2 separate regions of the Sus scrofa genome follow, and region 2 is linked to region 1. A link is a contact called in public promoter capture Hi-C data. All regions are on one chromosome and are shown on one strand. Each heading gives the region's core, a stretch centred on a gene start, on an enhancer-like site or on the middle of the called end of the contact. The rest is flanking DNA. Distances are from core to core; before and after follow the strand shown. Region 1 holds the start of STIP1 (stress-induced-phosphoprotein 1). Region 2 holds the start of PLA2G16 (phospholipase A2 group XVI).

Region 1 (6,731 bases), core at 4,208-6,707:
TGAACGGGAATTCAATGATGTGTTTTAAGAAGTGTCTTTATGGCACCTGGCAAGAAAGGCTTCAGAAAGGTGAGCGCGGGCCAGAGCGGAGGGAGGCTCCTCTTCTGGAGCAGGTGGGCCCGGCTGATAACGGCTGGGCTCTGGGAACGCGGCGGCGGCAGGGGCGACAGCGGCATTAGTCACCTGGGCTCACCCCCTCCCCAGAGCAGGGAGGAGACGAGGAATGGGGAGAGGGCACCAGGAGTCTCGGAGCCTTCCTGCCCTCCCCAGGCCCGTGGCCGCAGCAGGAAGTGCAAAGGCTGCTTCCCCAGAGGACAGGTGGCAGAACCACCCCCCAATTCCCAGGTGTGTCTGGAAAATTTCCCTGTTCAGAGATCGAATCAGATAAACCATCTCATCTGCATGAAATCCCACGGGGGTTGAAATTAGTCCTCGCTCTGCCCCGTGCAAACAGGCTGGAAGGTGTCAACCCTAGACTGAGCCACCAGGAGAGAGGAACAGGGCTCTAGACACGCGAGTCAGGGCTCCAGCATTTGAGACCATGAGGGAGACAAGTTTACATGAGCCCAATGTCCTCATGGCCAGAACGGCAGAGACAGAAGACCGGCCTGAGGGGCGACAAGGAAGGGGGCCACCGGGACCCTTTGGCTACTGTGGACAAAAGGGTTTCTGACGTGATCCCAGCATAACCTACAAGTCAGGGGTTGTTGGTCCCATTTTACAGATGGGGGAACTGAGGCTCAGGGTGCGGGGAAGCAGTGGTGCCGGGCAAGCCATGTCTGATGGCACCGATGCTTGTTCTTTTTTCAGCACACAGCTCTACCCCCCTGCAGGTCAGAAGGAGGTTCTGTGCTCTTTGGAAGACACACCTGTGGTGACAAAACCACCAGAAACCCCTGGGCCTGACCTTAAGTCCCCTTGGACCTAACTGCCTTACAGCAGTCTTCTGATGAAAAGGCAAAACCTCGGGGGGAAGGAGGTGCCCCAGCACCGAGAGGATTAAATTAGAGAAATGAACCCCTGGCCAGTGAAATCAGATATTACAGAGGTCTCTTAAAAAGACTGAATGTCTCCTGGGAGTTCCCTTCGTGGCTCAGCGGAAAACGAATCCCACTACCATCCATGAGGACGCAGGTTCAATCCCTGGCCTTGCTCAGTGGGTTAAGGATCCGGTGTTGCTGCGAGCTGTGGTGTAGGTCGCAGACATGGCTTGATCTGGTGTTGCTGTGGCTGTGGCGTGGGCTGGCAGCTGCAGCCCTAATTCGACCCCTAGCCTGGGAACCTCCATATGCCAAGGGTGTGGCCCTAAAAAGAAAAAAAAAAAAAAAAGACTGTCTACTAGCCAGGAAGATCCAGTCTGATGCTATTTACTTACCTAGAGGGGAATGGGTCCAGAGAAGTGGGCAATCAGCTTGAAGGTGAAAAAAAAGGAATACGCAGAAGCCAGGCAGAATTTGGCCACCTGTCCAGAGGGCTCACTGGGCCACGAGCTGAGACCCCCTGCCTTGTGCATATGGACTGAAATACCGAGCAACAGCCCAGGGAAGGGATCCTCGGCAGGTAGGTGTACCCAGCAGGGAAGCTTCCCAGCCTGCCCAGGCCAGCAGGATCCGCTTCCAAAATCACTCAATTGAGAACACATGCTGCTGAGCAAACTTAAGGCTATGATTTGGCTTCCACACGGCTTTCCTCAGGGAGAGGAGGCCCTGCCCAGGTGCTTGTGAGTTCCAGACCCACTGCTATTGTATTTCCCCACCACGAACCACACCTGAACCCTCTGAACTATGCATGGCTCTCGTGAGTTTGGTTACCATGTGCTAGAGAGAATCATCTCAGGCACGGATGGGTCTTTAGAGGCCTATGTAGGTATATCCGCCAGAGAAAGGTGAGCACATGTCCATCAAAGACATGTACAAGGATATTCAGAGCAGCTGTATTCCCAACAGGCCTGAACTGGAAGCCAACTGCCCATCAACAAGAGAATGGGCACACAAACTGTGGTGTATCCACACTACGGAATATTACGCAGCAAGAAAAAGAGAAAATGTCGCACCCAATCATGTGGACAAATCACACAAGATATTTAGTAAAAGGAACTGGACACACTGTATGCCTTGGTGATACGAAGCTCAAGAAGAAAGGAAATGAACAGGTAGAAGAGTGATTAGCTGTAAGGTATTGATTGGAAAAGGGCTCAAAGGAACCTCTGGGGCAATGGCAATGTTCTACCCAGAGGTTGCACAGCTGGATACTCAGGTACGAGTACACTGTTCACTCAAAGTCTGTGCACTTGATGAATCTCACTGTACAACTCAGCTGAACATGTAAACCGAAATGTAATGAAGAAAAAGTGTGCGGGTCTTCAAAGCTCAAAGCTCAGATCCCAATCAGAGGCAGAGCCCAGCTGAGGCAGCCCCTCTTGTGGGTTTTTAAATTATGCCCCAAATTCTTTGATTCTCTGCCCTTCCAAAGGTGGAAGCTAATTTCCCTCCCCTTGAATGTAGACTGGACTCTGTGACTTGATTCTAAATAAACAAAAGATAAAGCAGAAGAGACAGTGTGGACTTGGCACCAAAGCCACAAAAAGGCACTGTGGCTTCAGGCCTGGTCTCCTCACCTTCCCTCTCTTGGGTCACGTGCTTGGGGGAAGCCAGGTGCCATGTCGCGAGGACACTCAAGCAGCCTGGGGAGAGGCCCTGAGGTGAAGAACCGAGGCCTTCAGCCAATCAGCCATTTCTTTTTTTTTTTTTTTTTTTTTGTCTTTTTGTCTTTTGTTGTTGTTGTTGCTATTTCTTTGGGCCGCTCCCGCGGCATATGGAGGTTCCCAGGCTAGGGGTCGAATCGGAGCTGTAGCCACTGGCCTACGCCAGAGGCACAGCAATGCAGGATCCGAGCCGCGTCTGCAACCTACACCACAGCTCACGGCAACGCCGGATCGTTAACCCACTGAGCAAGGGCAGGGACCGAACCCGCAACCTCATGGTTCCTAGTCGGATTCGTTAACCACTGCGCCACGACAGGAACTCCCCAACAGCCATTTCACTTGACCGGGCCATCTGGGAAGGGCTCACTCCAGCCCCACCCAAATCTCCACCGACCTCCTGAGAAATCCACAGCCTGACCTAAGCTCCCAGTTCTAGACCCAGTTCTAGACCTCAGAGACTCTGAGATAAATGTTTACTGTTTTAAGCTGCTAAATGTCCAGTAATTTGTTATTATGCAGCAAGACGCCACTAAAACACAGAGATCTCTCTGTGTCTCACTCCCACAAGCTACCATCTAAGGGCTGCCGGCGCTCCTGAGGCAAGCCCACCCGCCTCACACTGCCCCCTGGCTGGACACTGGATTCGGCCAGCCCCATCCGCCATGGCTTCTCCACTGCATTGACCTCTACCTGGCATTGTCTGGTTGCCTTGGTCACATCCTCTGCAGTCCCTTCTCCCTAAGCTCTGGGAGGGCAGGGCCCCTGCCTGTCTCCCCAGCACCATGGCAGTGCTGGTTACATAGAAAGCACTTGATAAAAATGGACTCAATGAATGGCAAGCCCAACAGCTGGGAATGGCTGGCCTGTCAGCTGCATGGGGTCTGGAAGTTTGGGGCGGCACCAACGATTGGGAGGGGGCGGGGAGCTGGGTCCTAGAAGGAACGGTGCCTGGGTCCCCAGCTGCCCCAGCTCTCTTTCCTACCACCCTGAGCTGCCGTTCTCTGAAAAGAAGGGAAAGTGGGGATCCCTGCGGGGCAAACCCCCTACTCCCCACCAGGGTGTTCTGGGGCCAGAGCTGGGGGCGTGACAAACACTCCTTGCGCTCCAAGAGCAAAGTCAAGTGCCTCCTGCCGGCGCTTTAAGATCCCCGGGAGGGTGCCGCAGTTCCTGACAGGGGCAAGTCATCTTGAACTCCACCTCCAATCCCGAGAGGACGCCGTCTGCTGGCCCCCAACCACACCCCGCCCCAGGCCTGCCTTCCCAGCCCCATTGGCTGAAACCCACTCCACCACATGGGCCCAGCCAATGAGCTGCCGTCCCTGCCCTTTTGAAAGGGGATCCAGCCGGGAATGGTCACAAGAGCCCAGGGAGCAGGCCCTGAAGGGCAGGGGCAGCTGGGGCTATTTGCGGCTCCGCAGGTCAGGTTGCTTTGCCTTCCCTGTTCGGTCCAGGCCCAGAGTCCAGCCCTGGGCCTCATGCCCACCAGGACTCATGCCCTGCCCCTGAGCAGGAGGAAATGGCTTGATTCCTGGGGGTGGGCGGGAGGGGGTGTCACTGTTCTCAGACAAAATGCACTATCTCTGCCATGCCCTCCAGCTCCTCTGCCCTGTGCTCCCCAGGAATGAGACAGAAACTGCTCACAAGTGGCCAGAGGCCAGCGATAAGGGCAAAAGGGCACCAGACCACGTGCCCAGAGAGGCAGGCTCCCAGGGTAGCGATGGGGGGGATCCCGCCTGCACAGAGAGGCCCCTCCTCTTGGCCATCTGATCCCACCAGGTGGGACACCAGCCCCAGAGCTGTTCCCTCTGCCCATTCCCTGCCACTCTGCCTAAAATGCCATCACTTGAGAAACCGTACTTTGCAAAGCCTGGGGAGTTCAGAGCCTTCTTTCAGATCTGAAGCAAACTCCGAGTGACCTTGGGCTCCTGGGTTCAGGCACTGAGCCTCAGTTTCCCTTCTGCACAACAGAGTAGGCAGCAGGCCCTCGATGATCTCCGCAGGTGCCGTGTGACCCATCCCAGCGAGGGGAGGCCACCCTCCTCACACACCCCTCGACTGGGGACCTAGACCTGGTCTGGTGCTAGGTGGTTCAAGGCACTGGGCACATGGGGGGCGTGGCTGTGAAGGGGGGGTGTCCCTACCAGGGGACAGGGGGTCTTAACTTCCCCAGGTCTCTGGGGTGGACGAGGCTGCTGGTGGGGTGCCGTCCAGCCGGTGAAGGCCCAAGTAGGGCTGCCCTCGGCCCTCGCCCCCCTCCTGCTTACACTTACATTTTGCCTCCTTCCAGTCGGTGGAGGTGCTCAGGTCCACCTTCGCCGCCATGGCCAGGGGGGCCCAGGTGCGCACCCCGGCTCTCCGCCCCACTGCTGCCGCCCCCCCAGCCCCAACTCCCGCTGGGGTCCGCGCGCCGGAGTCGTACGCGCCCAGGGACGCCGGGGGACCGCACGCACTGCTGCGGGTCCGCGTGGCACCCGCTGAGGGGCCGGGCCAGGGGCGCGGGGCGCCGAGCAGCTGCCCCGCCGCGCGCAGCTGTGCCAGGCGGCCGGACACTCGGCTCTGCAGAGACATGAGCGGGCGGCGCAGGGCGGCTCCCCGCCCACTTGGACTCTATTTACGGTGCTAGGAGAGTCTCTCCCTTATTTACACGGGGACCGGGTGGCTCGTGCCAGCCCGCGGCGACCTGCTCGGGAGCCAGCGAGCCGCGCGGCCAGAAAACCCGGGCGCGCCGCTGGGCACCCTGGAACTTGTAGTCCCGGCCGCCGGAGGGGCCCGCACACTCCTATACACACGTGCGCGCCCCGCCTGGGCCTGCGTGGGTCGAGCCGCACGCAAGCCCTGCTCTCGGAGGGTCGCCGGCAGCCGTGCGCTCTTTCGGGATTGGCCCAGCCACCGCCAACTTCCTGGGCCGAGGCGCCTCCCGCGCGCGACCCCGGCCCCCCTCCGCCCCTCGGTACAGAGCCGAGCGCAGCTCCCCAGGGGTCAAGCGGCCCCACCCTGTCCCCAGTTCCTGAGAGCCGCGGGTCCCAAGCGGCCCTGGGAAGGTGACGAGTGGCACGAACAGGTATGTCCGGTTGGGCAACTTTCCCCAGGCCGCTGAGCGGCTGCCTCTTAGCCCCAGGGGCAGAGATGCGCGGGGCCGCGCGGGGCCGCGGCTGGAACCAAAGCTAGAGCAGCTGAGGAGGCAAAGCTGGAAATCTTGGAATTTGAAGGCAAAAAACTAGAGCTCCAAGAGCGTTCTTGGGTGGAAGAATTGGGATGATTTTTTTCTTCATATTTTTCCTAATTTCTTACAAGGACTGTAAAGGTAGATTTTTAAAATACATTGTCTTTCTATACCATTTTATTATTGGATAAATATAATAGTGCATATTTTTAAAACCTGGGACAAGGAGCCAGGGTTCCAGAGAAGGTTTTAGTACCAGCTCTGCTCACTCTTACCCTTGTGACTTGCTTCTTGGGCTGTAAATTAGGAGGAAGGATTTCCTGATGTGGCTCAGCGGAAACGAATCTAACTAGTATCCATGAGAACGCAGGTTCCATCCCTGGCCTTGCTCAGTGGGTTAAGGATCCAGCGTTGCTGTGTGTAGGCCGGCAGCTACAGCTCCGATTCGACCCCTAACCCAGGAACCTCCATATGCCTCTGGTGCAGCCTTATAAAGACAATTAAAAAAAAAAAATTAGGAGGAAGACATAGTTCAGGTCTAGCTGGTTGCAGACCTGCTTCTGTGTACCTGGCCTCTCTGGTGCTGTGTAGCAGGAACCCTGGACAGGACTGCAGGGAGGATCACAGAACAGCCCCCTGTGGATGCAGCTGACGTCACCATGGTTCCCAAGAAAGGATCAGCAGCAGACCTGTAGACCGGGAGGTAGACAGTGATCAGCCCTGGGAGGGAGGGTAGAGAGGGACCATCATAAACCAGGGGACAGGAAGCCACTTGTTGCTTCTCCAGTAACTCAGCCGTGTAAGAAGGGCCTTGCCAACTGCATCCAGGACAGCAACCACCCACAGGGTACGAGGTACCAGCCC
Region 2 (6,722 bases), core at 3,465-5,964, 470 kb before region 1:
AGCCCGAGACGCCCTTGACCGTTCACTGGCCTCTTCCTACTGTCCCCTCAATGTCTCCACCTCCTCAAGGCACTCTTCCCACCCCCCAACCCGGCAACGTGTTGCTGCTGCACCCAGGGCGCTGTTTCTCTGATGGCTGTAATTGCTGAGCTGAGCTCAAGGGAAGGAGTGAGCAGTTTCCCTGCCCAGCCCTCCACCTACACTGAGCAGCTGGCCCTGCACCGACAATGTTCACAGCAGAGGTTTGTGGCTAGTCCACGGCCCTGCTTCCTCCTCAAGCTCCTCCCAGGCTGGGGCCCCTCCAGAGCACGGATGAACCCCCGCCTGGCCTGAAGCATCCGCTTCTCCCCCTCCCCTTTGCACCTCGACTAACTCCACAGAGATCTGTCTGAACATCAGGCAAATTTAGAGGGTCATAAAGAAGAAAACAAGGAATTCCCGTCATGGTGCAGCGGAAACAAATCCGATTAGGAACCATGAGGTTGCAGGTTCGATTCCTGGCCTCACTCAGCAGGTTAAGGATCCGGCGTTGTTGTGGCTGTGGTGTAGGCCAGCAGCTAGAGCTCCAATGCGACCCCTAGTCTGGGAACCTCCATATGCCACAGGTGCAGCTCTAACAAGGACAAAAAGACAAAAAAAGAAGAGAACAAGGGAGTGTAGAGCCAGAGTTCAGAGCAGGCCCACCAATTCCCACATATTAGGGAGCCCTGGGTTCTCTTTATTATTTTTCCTTTTTAGGGGTGCACCTGTGGCATATGGAAGTCCCCCGGCTAGGGGCTGAATCAGAGTCATAGCCACCGGCCTATGCCATAGCCACAGCAAGAGCAACTTGACCACAGACCACAACTTGAAGCAACGCCAGATCCTTAACCCACCGAGGGAGGCCAGGGATCGAACCTGCGTCCTCACGGATAATAGTCTGCTGAGCCACAACAGGAAGTCCTTGGGTTCCCTTTAAAAGATGTTCACCCAGCAGCAGCCGCTCAACAAGCCACAGGTTTCAGGACAGGGTGGGTGAAGGAGGAAATGAAAGACCCTGGCCCACTTATTCTAAGGAAATTTAGACCACAGGGGAGAGAAACAGGCAGCGCTGGCCCCAACCAGGAGGAGGCCTCAGGGCTGCACGAAAGGGCTGGGAGAAAGGAAGGCCTGTATGGCTGACACGCAGCCTGTCCACCCCAGGGAGGCCCAGGGAGCTGCTTCAACAACTGCTAACGCTTGTCAAGCCCTAAGAGCCAGGCAGTGGCACACCTAGAGTGGGAAAGCGAAAGCCAAATCCCCTGGGTGCAGACAAGCAGGGGAGAGTTATCCACAGAGAATTTTAAAATAATAATAAGCCACACCAAAAGTCACTCTATTTATTATCACCATGTGCCAACACTTTTACACAATATCAGTGATACTGGTCTAAGTCCTAATTGACACAGTTCCTGCTGAGATTTAATAATATATACGTGAGCTTTATATTAGCACATTTTCATCTCTTACTCTTTTTTTTTCCTCTTTAATTCTTTATTTCTCTTTCTTTTTCTTCACAGCATCTGTGCTATTTGATTTTATTTTTTAATTTTTTTAAATTTTTTATGATAGTTTGTATTATTTCCATTACAGCGGGTTTACATTCATCTTATTCTTTAAAAATCCTGGTCTTCTACATGGATGCTTAATCAGAGACCACTCAGTTGTACACTCAACCCCCAACACACACAGACTCAGCTCCATGCATCTGTTCCAACAGAAAGTTCCAAATGGCTCAGAAGGGTTCAAGTTCAACTTTCACCCTGGGGTGTCAACCCCTGTGGTCCTACATTTTCCTGTTTTTATTATTTTTATTTTTATTTTTTGTCTTTTTGCCATTTCTTAGGCCGCTCCCTCGGCACATGGGGATTCCCAGGCTAGGGGTTGAATCGGAGCTGTAGCCACCAGCCCACACCACAGCCACAGCAATGCGGGATCCGAGCTGCATGTGCGACCTAAACCACACCTCCCGGCCACGCCTGATCCTTAACCCACTGAGCGAGGTCAGGGATGGAACCCAAAACCTCATGGTTCCTAGTCAGATTCATTAACCACTGAGCCACAACGGGAACTCCCATTTTCCTGTTTTTAAACAGAAGACAAAACAGTTTGCTCTCCCAGTACTGGACAAAATTAAAAGCACAGTGGTTGAAAGTCTGGATCAATTTCACCAAGAACTAGACTCTCATTCTAAAGCAAGGAGTTAAACTAACGTCAACCTTCACCACCATTCAGCCATTTTCTCTGTTTTTTGCAGAAGAAGAAAAACTTGGGACAATTTTGCCGAATAAGATACAAACTTATGAATTTTATGGTGGAAACATTTTGGTGAAAATGTTTCAAATGTGGAGATTTGTTTAAGGCCACAAGAATTCATTTTTTTAAAGACATGGTATTGCAATTTCTGGAATTCATGATTAAACGGGATTTTTATGAATCTCTAACAAACGTATCCCAATGTTTAAGGCTTTTCCTATTTGTATATCTGTTGCTTCATGCGAGAGAAGTTAAAATTAATTTTAAAAAAAAAGTGTTCTTCAGTCAACTGTGAGCAAAGAGGGATCAACAAATCTAGCTCTACTGAATGTTGAACATAAATATGCAAAGACGGGGAGTTCCCGTCGTGGCGCAGTGGTTAACGAATCCGACTAGGAACCATGAGGTTGCGGGTTCGATCCCTGGCCTTGCTCAGTGGGTTAACAATCCGGCGTTGCCGAGAGCTGTGGTGTAGGTTGCAGACGCGACTCGGATCCCGCGTTGCTGTGGCTCTGGTGTAGGCCGGTGGCTACAGGTCCGATTTGACCCCTAGCCTGGGAACCTCCATATGCCACGGGAGCAGCCCAAGAAATGGCAAAAAACAAAAAAAAATGCAAAGATGATCAATTTTGTCAAAGCCAAGGACCGCTTTTTAGAAATGAAAGTTTCAAGACAGAAACTGTAATGCTACATTCACTACTGTGACCAATTGATACATTTTTTTCTTCAAAAACGCATTCATGCAATCAAAAATGATTAATTCACTACCTCATTCCACTTTTCTCTATAACATTTACTTTATTTTTCATTTTTTAATTTTTTCCCACTGGCATGATTTTATATACAAAGCTCAGTAGAAGAAACGTTACTGTATTTCTTTCCTGGCCATTAATACTCTTCATTTCATGATAATTGCCAAACATTTTAGACAAAGGAGAGGGATGTTTTTAAATGACTGCCCCAGGCATTAAATATGCCAGGCACACCCTAATGCCAGGCACACCCTAATGCCAGGCACTGTGTGAAAGCCCTTTGCGTGAATTAAATCATAATCATAATCCCAATGGATTACAGCCGAGCACCTATGCCTGCAAAGTACTGTTCTGAGTACTTCGTGAGTATGTATGTTGTGAGCCACACGGGAAGTCCAAGTACTACCTAAGTGTGCAGTCATATCATTCTCCCTGTGGAGAACAGAGTGGATTTGAAACTTGATCCAGGTGCCACAAGAACACCATGCCAGGGCAATTTACCAGGGCAGTCTACTTCAAAAGTCAGTCTCAGAACCTCTCTGCATCCGGGTCCTGCTAGGTTGAAAGGAAGCACCAGCTAAGCCCCTTTGTGATTTCTGAATCCCAGCACAGGTTAGAAATAGGAAAAGTGAGAGTTTGGAAATTGCTGGCAGGGTGAGTCATGAGGTGCATCCACTGAGACCAGAAAAGGCTGCCTGGTCAGACCCAGGTGCCAGGGCAGCAGGTGCAGCCCTGGGGCCCTGTCCAGGGGTTCTGATCTGACTCAGGAAGGCAGCACAGGACCTTGGTGGAGCAAGTCTCCCCTTGCTGCTTCCCTGCTCCTATAGGTCCTGCCTTTCTGGGGGCTTGTTTCCGGCCTCCAAACCTGCCCACCCAAGTATTCGCTCACTGACCCGCATCTGACACCTGATACCCAGCGGCCAGCAGAGGTGTGGCCCCATATCCGCAAGGACCCTCTCTCTGAAGTGATGACTCGGGCTTTGGGACAATGAGTCGCCACAGAAACACGGCCCCCATCCCTCGCCCACTCCTTCCCCAAACTTACAATCAGGGCGCGCATCTTCTCAGGCGATGTGAGCCCTCTATTTCAGGCTGGAGTTGACTGTATCAGCTGCAGAAATGCCTGTGGCAAGGGGAGCAGGGAATCATTATGTCATTAAGAGGACACAGCGCCTCCAAGACCCCAGGGAACTGTGGCTTTTGGCAGGGAGACCCTGCGCGGTTGGTCTCCGAGAACAACCGCCTCACTCCCTGCTGAGTCCTTCTGGGCCCTCTCCCTGCCCTTGCACTTGGCCGTGAAGGGATGAATCGTTTTTAGGGGGCAGGGAGGTTCACCTGATGCAGGAGAGGCTGGCGGCGCAGGGGTCGAGAGCGCGATCGGTGTCGCCTGTCTAGGTGCGCCGCGTCCCAGAAAGTCAGTGGGGCGACCGGCGCGTCCCGCCCTCCGTCCGGGTGGGCGGGTACCGGGAGGCCGCTGCTCGCAGCTGCTCCCTAACTTGTTTACTCGCGGCGCACCCAACTTCTCCATCCCCCACACAGTCCCGGGCACCCGGGGAGCCACCCCAGGCGTCTCACCCTTCCTTACATGCGTGAATGCAGCCCTCCACCCACCTCGCGGACTTGAGAAGCAGCGCGGCCTCCCCGGCAAAAGGAAACCGGTTAAATGGCCGCAGAGTCCAGGCCAGCGTGAGGTCACCCGGCTCCTCCCAGTGTGACTAATTACAGCCGCGATGAGCTCCCTGCCCCGGCGACAGGGACCGCCTGCTCCGGCTTCTGGGGCAGTCAGGCCAGGATGCCTCCTGTTCCCCCGGACCGTCTCCCCACAGCCTTCCATGCCTGGAGGCGCCCCCGGGACCCTGCTCAGGGCCACCTCGTCCTCGCCTCTTCTACACACGCGCTGCGGCGCGCGCGGCATTCAAGAGAGGGTATACGCATCGCACTGGACTGTAATCAAATATCTCCTCCACTCTAGCCGCGTACACTGTGGTTTAAAACCAAGTTATGTGGAGGTTTTTTCTGGGGTCTGTTGGATAACAAACCAGGAGAGGAAATCGCAGATAAGCGGGGGATTACCGCAGGGTTCCGTCCTACCCGCGGTTTTGGCATCTGCGGGGGCGGAGGGTGCTTTGAAGGTATCCCCGGGGACTTCTGTATATTACATTTTAAAGCTATTTAAAGGCAAGGGCCTAAACAGAAAGTACCGAGTCTTAAGCCTTCAGATATCCCCCAACCCTGGCACAAACCCAGCACACAGTAAGCATTTCATGAATGAATGAATGACCCATCGCAGGCCTTTCCTCTGCACTGGGCTGTGACTCCCCAAGAGTAGAAGCAGCTCCTGTTCATCTCTATAGTCTTGCCACTTCCTGTCAGCACCCAGCTAGGAATCGGGACCGTGGGCCAAATCCTGGCCCTGTCACTTGCAAGCTGCTGGGTCCAGGGCACCCTTCCCTCTCTGAGCCTCAGTTGGTTCATCTGTTTGTCTTTCTAAGGCCACACCTGCAGCATAGGGAAGGTCCCAGGCTAGGGATCAAGTCAGAGCTGCAGCCACAGCGACACTGGATCCAAGTCACATCTGTGACCTATGCTGGAGCTTGTGACAAAGCCGGATCCTTAACCCACTGATCAAGGCCAGGGATTGAACCCAAATCTTCGTGGACACTGTATCCGGTTCTTAAGCCGCCTGAGCCACAATGGGAGCTCCTGTTCATCTGTAAAACGGAATGGTGATAATATTGAACGCCACATGAGATAATATATAAAAATACACTCCCCAAAGGGAGAGTAGCAGATGAAAGGAGGCCCCTACCATGGGAGCTGATGTCTGGCCTGGGGTAAGTCCTCACTCAAGACACCTGAGCCGTTGTTAACAGGAGTGACCCATGCTCATCAACATCACACATTACTCACCAGATTCCTGGCAAGGAGAGTCAGAGGCGATATAAATAAATACCAGAGCTTTATGTGCATTTCTACTCACCCAACAAAATGTGCATATTGAACAAATTACTATCTGGAAGGCAGTCCGAACCCAGGATGGAGAGGTTCAGATCTGAGGAAACAAGACCGATTTCTGCCTCGCTTCTTCCAGTATTGCCCAGATGTCACTGCCTTCACTTTTTTTCTCCCCTGTTGCTCTGCCGGGAAAAACAAGACAAAAAGCCCACTGAGGGGCAAAGATGTCAAGGAAGTGATTTTTACCTTTCATGCAGCTCTCAAAAGAGGAGTTCCCCAGAGGAGCTCCCACTGTGGCTCAGCGGGTTAAGGACCTGACATTGTGTCTGTTGCGGTGGCTGTAGCATAGGCCCCAGCTGCAGCCGCGATCCAAGCCCTGGCCCAGGAACTTCCATGTGCCCCAGTGCAGCCATAAAAAAAAGAAAAAAGGAAAAGAAAAGCCCTAGGACTGAGAAGCTACACACGATCCTGACACTGTCACCAGCAGGACAGTCCTTAAGCCCCACTCCAAGTCCATGGCCATGACCCGGGTGGACAGCCAAATTCAAAACAGCTGGGATCAATCTGCCATCTGCCTCCAAAGGCTCCAGGCTTTTCTGCAACCACAGCCATGGAGCTCTGTTCTTCTTGTGATGGATGGAAGACATTTTTAATTACTTGCAATCTCTCCAAATCATGAAGTCTCTGCCTTGAGGAGGAGGATGGCTCCTCCGGGAGACCCCATTGTTGGGCTGTCTCTAA

The links. Promoter capture Hi-C pulls out the DNA fragments that hold promoters and counts their contacts.
Region 2: a contact with region 1 is called in a promoter capture Hi-C map of liver, with 4 times the contacts expected there. The contact joins the promoter of PLA2G16 here to the promoter of STIP1 in region 1. A contact is called at or near these places in 1 of 5 promoter capture datasets (liver) and 1 of 2 datasets of contacts at active chromatin or transcription factors (alveolar macrophages).

What each region holds. Positions count from the first base shown.
Region 1 is chr2:7,937,726-7,944,456 of Sscrofa11.1, reverse strand. STIP1 (stress-induced-phosphoprotein 1) reads left to right here and starts at 5,457. Exons shown (of 15, transcript XM_003353794.4): 1 at 5,457-5,765. MACROD1 (MACRO domain containing 1) reads right to left here and starts at 5,332. Exons shown (of 11, transcript NM_001204770.1): 1 at 4,975-5,332. The coding sequence starts at 5,272.
Region 2 is chr2:8,411,383-8,418,104 of Sscrofa11.1, reverse strand. It overlaps PLA2G16 (phospholipase A2 group XVI), which reads right to left and starts at 4,714. Exons shown (of 5, transcript NM_001244514.1): 1 at 4,638-4,714; 2 at 4,072-4,149. The coding sequence starts at 4,086.